Regions from separate parts of the Rattus norvegicus genome. Here regions 1 and 3 are each linked to region 2. The links are chromatin contacts, called in public Hi-C maps. All regions are on one chromosome and are shown on one strand. Each heading gives the region's core, a stretch centred on a gene start, on an enhancer-like site or on the middle of the called end of the contact. The rest is flanking DNA. Distances are from core to core; before and after follow the strand shown. Region 1 overlaps Shb (SH2 domain containing adaptor protein B). Region 2 holds the start of Shb (SH2 domain containing adaptor protein B). Region 3 overlaps Shb (SH2 domain containing adaptor protein B).

Region 1 (3,439 bases), core at 901-3,400, 58 kb after region 2:
AAAGGGACAGTTGGCCTCTCCAGGAGGGTCAGGGATGGCACTTGGAGGTGAAGTCTAAGCTAGCCTTGGAAGCTTGACAGGTTGAGAAAGAGGGAATGTCAGTGTTGGATGGGAGTGCTAACCTTGACTTAGAGCAGACCCATCAGTGGACACCCTCCCCTGAGGTTGTCACTCTGGATCTGTCCAGGGTTCAAGGGCTGGGGACGCCAGCCAGTGCCCTGGAGATAAGGGCTGTAGATCCACATGCAAGTGTTTACTGACTTAACGTTTATTTTCACTTTATATAAGTATTGCCCTTGAAGTTACACAGGCCCATGGAGTCTGATCATGGAGTCTGCATGCTTTGAGGCTTGGAATCTGGGACAGCCTCCATGTATGAATCAGGCAATCTTCAAGAGCACAGTGCGTAGGAACTGATTTCCCCCCATGAACAGACTTTAGCATGATCCCAGCTGAACCTACAACACTGAGAAAGCTTCACTTGGGGTATCAGATGAAGCTCAGTCCCCTGGAAGCTCAGGTGTTCAGTCAGGCGGTGTGGACGGACTCTCTGCCTTGCTCCCACCTGTGGCCCCTAACTAACGTAGGGCATGGGGCACACTGCACGTCAGCTTGGACACTTTAACAAGCAGACATTTCAGGTCCTCTGACTTATAGAGGGTCTGCAAGTAGCAGGGGCGTAGGCTCTGTTCTAAACAGCAGGAGTTTCCTGCTGAACCTGTAAGAGGAATTAGTTGCAAATTAAAGCCCCAGGAACCAGAATGGTCTGACCTAGTGTATGGAACTGCTAGATGGGGACCAAGCGAATGTTGAGAGACATCTGCCTGAGAGGAAGATTTGGGTCTTGGAGTCATTTGTCCTACGCTGTTCTTCTGGAAGGTAGAGCGGAGTATACTCAAGGCTCGTGATGGCTGTGACCCCTGTGGGGTGTGTAGGAGTGGCGTAGCACAGGCCAGTTCAGTCAGCCTGTAACGTGGGCCCCTTGCAGGGGTTTGTGAGGTTTCTAAATTCCTTCTCCCCTTTTTCTTGGCTCCCTGGCTTCTCATGTGACGCTCTCGTTTATTAATGTATTTGACATTGTCCATGATAAAAGCAGACTAGACAAGAGCCTTCCCCAGTGGAGGAAGGACAGTGGGAGACTCCCCAGCAAGATCTCTGAGGCTCTGTCATTCCTCAAAGCTTGGCACATGGTGTGACTGACCGCTGCCTTTCTGCCAGCTTGCAGGTGCCCAGCCAGCTTTCTGACAGGGCTGGAGGTAAGATTTGGAAAAGCAGAGGTGGTACTTAGTCAAGGGCAGGTTGAGCTGTTCTGTCTGGTGGCAGTAGGCATCCATGGTAAAAGGCACCTCGCACCCAGGAATTTAAAGGTTCTTGGTGACAGAGGTGTGTGTTTGGGTGGGGGGTTCCCTCACCTCTTTGTCTCTGCAGCAGGAGGAAGATGAGCGGGGCCTCCTTGTCAGGGGGATGTGAGTGGAATCCAAAGTGTGAGCTTGTGAGAGTCTGTGAGGCGGCAGCTGTGCCATGACAGCGACTGCCCTCCCCTCAGGCTCTGGCCAGCCCCAGCCTCCCCCAGTGTGGAGTGAGGAAACTTGTCTGGCAGCAGGCAGCAGCACTCAGCTGTCATAGCACATCAGCGGTTGTGGTTCCCAGCTCAGGAAACATGCCAAGCGCCAGCAGATGATGTACTTAACGAAGCACTGAGGAAGAGAGGCTTGGCTCCAGACCAGCAGGTCTGAGATGCAACGCCAAGGGGCTCCTTTCACGTGGGCTCGGGGGCTGCTTTAGTGCAGAACTGTCAAGCTCTTGAACCCGGGGGACAAGATTGTGTCCTCTTAAACTTAAAACTTAGGTAAGATCAAGTGGGATTGCCTTTAGGAGGGCAGATATAGAATATGCCAACTGGTAGGCTTGAAGTTGACTTTATCAAAAGAGCTCTGAACAACATAAAATGGCAGGCCTTGGGGCTGGGGATTTAGCTCAGTGGTAGAGCGCTTACCTAGGAAGCGCAAGGCCCTGGGTTCGGTCCCCAGCTCTGAAAAAAAAAAGAACCAAAAAAAAAAAAAAAAAAAATGGCAGGCCTTCTCCTGTGGACTTGAACCAAGCCAACTGACTGTGAGTCATGTGTACCAGATGTCAGTTAGGAACGAGGTTGTGGGACTCTGCCCGTGTGTGTCTGTCCCTCCCTAATGTGTAACATCTGCACGGGGTTTGATGGTTTACAAGCCTCTTTTATATCCTTTGTCTGGTTTTATTTTATAACAGTCCCCATGAAGTCGATATTAATTTTCTCCCCACTCCACAACTGAGCCTGCAGTACTCCGCTGGGGCAGGCCCCTCGAGTTATGAGCTGGTGGTATTTTGAAGAGCCAGGGGTTGAATCCAGCTCCAGAGCGTACCCACGGATATGTGGGTTGCCTCCTTCATATTCTGTAGCTGAAAAAACTTAGTTGTTTGATTTGCACTTGAATCTGTTCTGTCTTGAGCAAGGTCGGAGGTTGGATGAGAGGTGGGATGGGGTGGAGTGCTTGCTTAGTGAGGCCTGCTGATGTCATCTTTCTGAGAGCTACTGGAAGCCCAGAGAGGTTGGAGGGCCTGCCAAAGTCACCAGCTAGAAGCTAGCTGGCCAAAAGGCCGATCCGTGTGCCGAGGGTGCCTTCTGCTTGCTTGTGTTATAGCATTGATTGCTACAGTCACATATAAGCGGAGACACAGAGAGCAGTTTATAAAAGGATGGTTCAGTATTAGAGTGAGCCCCGAGGTTGACAGATAGGGAGGCTGCCAGAAGGGACAGTGCTGTAGTGTGGAGTCTGCTGGTGGAGCTGGCCAGGCTCCTGACCTCCAGCCCATCCTCCACCCACTAGTTCTCAGCCTCAGACAAGCCTTCGTGTTGTAGGTTCCTGAAGTTTTGGGATCTGAACTGAGAGTTGACCCCAGGTCCCTGTCATCAGGAAGCTGGAAGAGAACCAGAGCTTCCAGAGTGCGAGCGCTCCCTTCTGCTAGCACGGCTTCCACCTCAGGCTTGAAGCTCGAATGCCTTGTTTCTCAGTGTTGAGTCCACATCCAGCCACCTAGTTATTTTTAGGTGGGAACTTCCTATTCTGTGTTCTGTCCCGCTCTGCCCCCTCCCCAAGCTGAGCGTATGTTTTCTGTCTGGCAATGGTGCTGTAGCCGCCTTATTTTTAGCATAGCTTGTTTTCCTTCCTGACTTTCCTTTTCTTCAAATTTAGCACACACACATACACACACTCAAATAGGCATTCCTCCCCACCCCGCCCTTCGTTCTTATTCACTAGGTCACACGATTCAATCCTCCAGGCAAGCGCTAAGCTCCATCCAACACCAGAAGAGAGGAGGCGTCAGTGGCTCCGGCTAATCTTGAGCACCTGCTTGTAGCACACACTCCTGGTCTTTTCATTAAAGTCTCTTCACTCGACCCTCG
Region 2 (3,512 bases), core at 771-3,270:
AGCATTACAGGAGAGACAACTCTTGACGCCGTGGCCAGCTGAAAGCGGAATGTGAAAAGTAAGTTGTGAAACACAACTTCTCTTCATAAACCTTCAGAAAAGCGAGATAATGTTTCCATGTGCAGCACACATGTGGGGAACGGGGAACAGGCCTCCAGATCCTAGGGACAGCGTTCTTGGCCCAGGTGGCCTGGCTTACTGCCAGGATCTGGCCTCCTTTCCTTCCTGAGCCTAGAATCTGAAGGGAGGGAGCCGGTTGGAGGTGGGGCTTGAAACAAGGATGTCCTGGCCTTTCAGGTTTTTTCTTTTTCTTAATTGGGGCCTCCCTCCCTGCAGGATGATTAAGTGCTTGTACAGCAGAGTGAGGATTTAAAGGGTAATTTGAGACATTTAAGTCTAGGGATACCCAAAATAAACATCTTAGCATCGACTTCTGGGGCCTCTCCCTGTGTTCCAGACACCAAAGGTTCAGCTTTGTCATGTGTGCAGAGTTTAAGACTGTTTCCTAGGGATGCTAAATGAATAGGTCTCGGGTAGAAGTAAGTGGTGATGTTGTTATCTGAGATTGTTGGGGTGTGGGCTAACAGTGGGGTTTGGAACATTCAAGGGGCCTTAGGGAACACAAGAGGCAAGGAGTCTGACTGTGCGTGGCTGAGTAGGTAGAGCAGAGCCTTCAGAGTCCTGGGTCTGTTTTTCTCCAGTGTAGTCTTGCTGGGGCCTGAGCCTGGTAGGCCCCAGGGGGAGCTTGGAAGAAGTACATTGTGGCTCACCAGGTCCCGAAGTCTCAGGATGAGAGCCTGACCTCCAGCTCTAGCAGATTCCTGGACTTACTGTCTATTTCAATAGGTTACTGCTCCTATAGGACACAGGAAAACCAGTGTGCCAAACTCATATATAATGTACAGGTGACAGGTGAAATTACGGTCACAGTGCTCTTTTTTACGCAAATCAGCATTCTAAAGGAATGGTTCAGCTCCCAGGTACTCAAAAGGAGGTACTCAAAGCGGGCGGTGGCGGGTTGTTAGGGGGGAGGGTTGCCCAATAGAAGTTCCAAACAGAACTTAGGTCTAAAAGGCAAGTACCTCATTTTCAGGCAATATTTTGGTCTTGACAAGGCTCACACTACCCCCCTGAGAGCAGATTCATAGGAAAGCCACTCCTCTTTGGCCTGGGTTTCTTCTCGTTTGGAATAGTAACTACATTGTCTTAGGTACATCATTATAGTGCCACCAGATCACAGGGGGGTATCCAAGTCTATTCATGTAATTTACCTCGGGGCCTCAGTTTCTCCATCTGTAAAACTGTCTCTGGATTAAATAGAGCCTCGCCAGCTCCGGTAACCTTAAGCGTTAAATGTTTACATAGCTGGTTCCACTAAGTTGGCAGTGAACAGGGTTAAAGCCCCACTTCCTACAAGGTGAAAAGGTAAGCAAACATTCCGACCTCCCCTTAGCCTTGCTCCCGGATTGGTGCCCCGCCTGGTCCCAGCCACCTATCGCGTCCGCATCCGTCATCTGGATTGCTAATACACTCATTAGCATAAAGAATTATTCGAAGACGCGGCACCGGATAAGCTGAACCGGAGTCTCTGTCCCTTTAAAGAGAAGAGAGACAGGCACTCTCTCAATAAGGGTATCTCCCCTGCACAGTCCTCTCGGTCAACTAGAGGTCGTGCGTTAGTCCTGCCCGCCTATCACCTCGAAGGTGGGCATCCATTCCTAGAGTGCACGGCGCGCGGGCCCCCAAGGACTGACTGTGCTGACTGTTCGGGCCTCCAGGAGCCGCAGTCTCAGCTGGAGGGAGGCCGGGCCTGCCAAGCAGCAGGACGAGGACGCCCTCGGGCACGACCCAGGGGCTGGCGCCCAGGCGGCCGCAGGAGGTGGCTCGTGCAGCAGGGGGGAGGTTCCTGACCGCACGCGGGAGGCGGGGTCTAGGAGGAGGCGGGGCATTGGTGGAGGGGTGGGGCCTGCGGGAAGGGGCAGGACCGCGGCGCAGGGCGGGTTCTGGCGGCGGAGTGTCACACACGCGGCGGCTCGGGAGGCGGCGGCAGAGGCAGCGGCAGCGCCAGGCGCCGCCGGGACGGGCAAGGGCTCGCGGGCTCCGCCAGGCGCCGGCCGCCTCTCTCATTCGCTCTCTTGCTTTCTGACCCGCGGTGGGGCCGGGCTCGCCCCAGTGCACTCGAGAAGCCCGCAGCTGGCGGAGGCTCGCACGGGGCAGGGGCGCGCTCCGCGAGGGTGGGGGCGCTGGGTGCGGGTGTGCACGGCGGGGGGCGCCCGGCCTTCCGCTCTAGGCGGCCCCCGGGCCCTATGAGACTCGTCTGTGAGGGGCGCGAGATCCGAAGCTCGGCCGGCGCGCAGCAGGGGCGGAGGGCTGTGCAACAGCGGCCAGAGCCGGGCGGCGGCCGGCAGGAGGCGGCGGCTGCGAGAACTTGAACTTGGCGACCGGTGCCCCGCACGCCCCCCACCGGGGCAGAGGCGCTGCGGGACTGGGCGGCAGTGTTGTCCCCCGAATGGCCGCGGCGGCGGACGGGGCTCGCGCGCCGCGGCCCTAGGCGGCCCTTCGCCATGGCCAAGTGGCTGAACAAGTACTTCAGCTTAGGCAACAGCAAGACCAAGAGTCCACCGCAGCCGCCGAGGCCGGACTACCGCGAGCAGCGGCGCCGGGGTGAGCGGCGCGAGCAGCCCCCGCAGGCCGTGCCGCAGGCCTGCTCTGCGTCCTCGGCGTCCTGTGGGTCGGCCGCCGCCTGCTTCTCCGCCTCGTCGGGCTCTTTGCCCGACGACAGCGGCAGCACGAGTGACCTCATCCGCGCCTACCGCGCGCAGAAGGAGCGCGACTTCGAGGACCCGTACAACGGGCCGGGCTCGTCGCTGCGCAAACTGCGCGCCATGTGCCGCCTGGACTACTGCGGCGGCGGCGGGGACCCCGGCGGGGGCCAGCGCGCCTTCACGGCGGCGGCAGGCGCTGCGGGCTGCTGCTGTGCGGCGGCGGGAGCGGGCGCCGCCGCGTCCTCATCCTCATCATCCGGCTCCCCGCACCTCTACCGGAGCAGCAGCGAGCGGCGGCCGGCCACGCCGGCGGAGGTGCGCTACATCTCCCCTAAGCACCGACTCATCAAAGTGGAGAGCGCGGGCGCTGCGGGGGACCCTCCGGGAGGCGTGTGCTCTGGCGGCCGCACCTGGAGCCCGACGACCTGCGGAGGCAAAAAATTGCTCAACAAGTGCGCCGCCGAGGAGACCGGAGCTGGTCAGAAAGACAAGGTAAGATCCAAAGCTACTGGTGCGCATGGGAAACTGAGGCACCGCCACGTTTCCCATCCCTTCCACCAACTTTGCTCTGGCATCCTGGGGTCTAGGCTACAGCGCTCATTCTGCCAGATGGTTAATTAGACTCCGTCTCTTTGGTTTCTGCTCCCCAAACGCACCCTTACGGATCCCAGAGCCAGAGCGAGAGCACCCCGCCTAATTTTACCCAGAAGACATACCCAGCCAGCCCTTCCAGCTCCCCTAGTAAAG
Region 3 (3,602 bases), core at 405-2,904, 40 kb after region 2:
TTTTTTTTAAACGGAAGGATTTTCAGCTGTCAGCAGGAATAACTGGAACCGTGCGTCATCCGAGACCAGAGGTTTTCCTGGTTTTAGGGTTTGTAAGTTCTTATTGAAAAAGGAAGCGAACAGCGGAGGCAGCCGTGGGGCCGACGGCCCCTGCTCAGATCTCATTTTAATTAGAAAATATAGACAACGCCTGCTTTATCACAGGCCTCCCAGTGCTCCCATCGGAAGGTGAACAAAGATTTCGTTTATATCCCGAAAGCCTCTGTGTTTGCAAATTGCAGAGCACTTCTGAGAGGGAACTGGAATGCTGATTGCTGAATTACCTTGTAGACTACAGTTAGGCTAGGCGCCACCTTACCTAAGGTCTCCAGTAGAAACCCCAAATAATTCTTCTTCCCCTTTTCACTGAAGACTAGGAGATTTTCACATTGCTAAGACGGTGGGGGACTGTGGGGCAGGAGCAGCTTGTTAGCAAGTCACCTGAAGCAGCTAGCTATGTATTTCACGATCTCCGAGGGGACACCTGGTCCCTGGAACTCACAGCCCTGCCCGCCAGGACCCACATCTGAACTGTTCTGACCCACGGTGCTTCCCATACACGACTCTTAATGTAGTCTGCAGATGGTAGAGTGCAAATATCAAATGAAAGACAAAGCAAGCCCAGCTCTCCCCAGCCCCTCCTCTCCTGGCCTGGTGTCATTTGAGCTCACTGAAAGGCACTGATTACCACGTCACCATGTGCAGGAGCCCCTGGGACCGGAGCCTAACCCAACCTCGTCTGCTTGATTGCTGGGTGCTCTAGGCCTGGGTCTTCCCTGATCCGTGTGCTGCAGTTAAGTGACCAGGGAATGCCTGCTGTCCCTTTTCAGGCACTACATCCAGGTAGCCGGTGGTCTCTCGTGCGACCATGCCAAGGCTGCTGCCATCGGCTGCCATTCACCGGGCAGAGAGAGACTGGGGTCTTCTCCATTTCTTCCTGAGTTTACAGGCCTTGCAAATGCCTTACATTCCAGGAACGGGGAGAGAAGAGCGGCTCCTGTGGTTTCTAATTAAACCTACAATTTAAATAACAATCCAGCAAAGGGGATGCTAACCTCCGCCCTCCCCGGGGCAGCAGCTGGGAGATTGAGGGTTTATTTGCTCATTGTTAGACACCTGACCCGAAGGGTGAGCAGGGAGGGTGGTGGGAGTTTGGGGTGAGGCAGATTTGTAATAAAGGTTTGGGTTGAGAGGGCTTATGTTCTTTTCTTCTCTGTGAGGAGTAGGCAGTCAGAAATGAGAGAGGAGGTGCTGTGTTCTAAATCTTTCAATTAGAAATTGTCATCTTTTTTACCAGGAAATGTGGTGCTTCTCCTGTGGAGCGGTAGAATTCCAGATATGCACACTCCTCACAAAGCCTGAGACCTGCCCGGTGACTCACTCTTCCTCTGTTGTTAGTCAGTGGGCTGGCAGGGCTCTGGCTGACTGCCAAGCGAGAGCACCAGAATAGGCCTTGTGAGTGAGGATGTTGGGGGCACCGATGTCCACCCTGGACCCCCTCAGACTCCTGACCTGTCCTGCTTCGACCCTGGCATCTGTACATTGCCCAGTCTGGTGTTTCATCAGGCCTGTCTAGGGCCGCACTCATCTTTTATAGTGTGTTGATCTCACCAAATTGTTGTGTGATGACCCACAACATGATTATGTTCCAGATTTGGAGAAAAACAGGGTGCTGAACGCAACTATTCTTGTCTGAGGTCTTGGGTCTCAGCCAGCAGCCAAGGGCCTGCCAGCGTTTCTACGCTTTCTGTGATCTCCCAACTTTCTTCTCCCCATTGCTCCATCCACCTAAACTCAGTAACTGTTCCCACCTCACCTCTGCACTGACTTCCCCCCGGGGTGGGCTCACGGTTCCCATGCCTTGCTAGCCCAGGAGCAGTTTCTATTGGCTGGAGTCATGTCTGGCTGTGCACAGTGGTGAAACAAAGCCAGAGATGGCCTCACACTCTCTCCCTCCCCTGCAGGTGACCATAGCAGATGACTACTCTGATCCCTTTGATGCCAAGAACGACCTCAAGAGCAAAGCAGGAAAGGGTGAGAGCGCTGGCTACATGGAGCCCTACGAAGCCCAAAGGATCATGACAGGTGAGCAGGGCACAGGCACAGAGTTTCGGTTCGTTCTCTGTTACTGTGACAGAATACCTGGGAGTGGGCGATTTATAACAAGTGTGTATCAGAAAGAGGCGTGTTTTTGTGATTCTACTATAGGTAGGTACTCCTCCCATTAAATCCCACCCCCGACACTGCTGTGTGGAGCACCTAGTGAGCACCATACCAGTTCTGGGGGTACAAAGCACATTCAAGCCACAATACCCTGGACTTACAGCTCAACGAGAAGGGTCTGCTGGACATGTTGCCACCTTCTCTGTAGAAGTGTGCTTGTTCACAGTGATAGCTGCGGGTTACTGAGCTGTCCCCTCCCCTATCTCCCCCATGGTTGAGTAGGGTGTGTGTGTGTGTAACCTGCATGCAAAACTTATATGCTACATGCACATGTGGCGGATAGAGGGCAGATTGGAAGGAATCGATTCTTTTACCCTGTGAGTCTCAAGTTTTGAACTCAGGTCAGTAGGCTCTGTGGCAACAGCCTTTACCCGGGGAGTCACTTTGCTTGCCCCTTCCGCACATTTTATTGGTTTGTCTATCACCAACATCGGGTTGGGGGAGGCGCTTTTAGATTAGAACACAGCTATAGATAACCAGAGATGCCAAGGGCTAGAGGAGGGTTTGTTCGGACACTCCTGAATGCAGAGACGGAGGCATAAAGCCTTATTTGGAGCCATCTACCAGTTGGCACAGAAGTGGGAACAGACCAGTTCATGCTACTTGTTAACCAGTAGAAGAAACCATTTTTCACAGAAAACGATTCTGTGGTATCTTTGCAAAGAGCCCAGTGTTCGCTGCCCCCTCCTCTTCCTCATGTTACCTCACATCATTTCCTTTTTTAGAATACGGGCAGCTAAAGGGCAATTTCTGGTTGTGAGGATCTTGCCAAGGCTTCTTGTGACTCTTGACGTCTTTGTGTGTACCGACACCATGGCGACTGATAGTGTGGACGTGGCCCAGGGTGAGCTGTCAGTGTAAGCACTCCAAGAAGGGATTCAAATCCATGAGCAGACCCAAAACTTGTTAATGCTAAAGATAGCCATGGAACAGGATAGCACAGGAAGTGTGTAGATAAGGATGGTCTTGAACTTCTAATCCTCCTGGCTCTAACTTGAGTCACCATATTCAGTTTCTGTGGTACTGGGAGTCAGCTCTTGGACTAGGCAAACGATCCAACCTGGCTGCATTCCCAGACTGTCAAAGTAAGCCTTGAGAGTGATCCCTACCGGGTACTGTTGGAATTTCTGTGCTGTGTGTACAGCACCAAGTACCAGGGCAGTGTCTGTGGCCTGCAAGGGGCCCAGGCTGGAGCCAAGCACATCTGGAATGGACACACACCACCCATGCAGTCTCTGGGATTTAGTTTCCCTATGTAGCAAGAACCTTAAATCAGGCAGTTACAGTGTTCAAGGCTGCTGTGCCCAAGTTCTGTGCCTCTGGTTTTCCCTGTGTCAGTG

The links. Hi-C and Micro-C count contacts between places; a contact is called where the count stands out from the background.
Region 1: a contact with region 2 is called in a Hi-C map of hepatocytes, with 2.1 times the contacts expected there. The contact joins the enhancer-like site here to the promoter of Shb in region 2. A contact is called at or near these places in 8 of 12 Hi-C or Micro-C datasets (the A7r5 cell line, the Rat2 cell line, frontal cortex and 4 more).
Region 3: a contact with region 2 is called in a Hi-C map of Schwann cells, with 5 times the contacts expected there. The contact joins the enhancer-like site here to the promoter of Shb in region 2. A contact is called at or near these places in 8 of 12 Hi-C or Micro-C datasets (the A7r5 cell line, the Rat2 cell line, Schwann cells and 4 more).

Annotation. Positions count from the first base shown.
Region 1 is chr5:64,522,097-64,525,535 of GRCr8, reverse strand. The region is part of intron 2 of Shb (SH2 domain containing adaptor protein B); the gene reads left to right. Among named protein-coding and RNA genes, the nearest start is that of Shb, 57 kb to the left of the region's middle. Within about 2 kb of position 2,150, at least 32 of the 93 cell types and tissues checked have an H3K27ac peak or open chromatin away from gene starts, as enhancers often do. A contact at or near this core is called in the A7r5 cell line, hepatocytes and liver, where this site is marked.
Region 2 is chr5:64,579,580-64,583,091 of GRCr8, reverse strand. Shb (SH2 domain containing adaptor protein B) reads left to right here and starts at 2,020. Exons shown (of 6, transcript NM_001427398.1): 1 at 2,020-3,257. The coding sequence starts at 2,565.
Region 3 is chr5:64,538,718-64,542,319 of GRCr8, reverse strand. Shb (SH2 domain containing adaptor protein B) reads left to right here. Exons shown (of 6, transcript NM_001427398.1): 2 at 2,004-2,124. Among named protein-coding and RNA genes, the nearest start is that of Shb, 41 kb to the left of the region's middle. Within about 2 kb of position 1,654, at least 27 of the 93 cell types and tissues checked have an H3K27ac peak or open chromatin away from gene starts, as enhancers often do. A contact at or near this core is called in the A7r5 cell line, Schwann cells and liver, where this site is marked.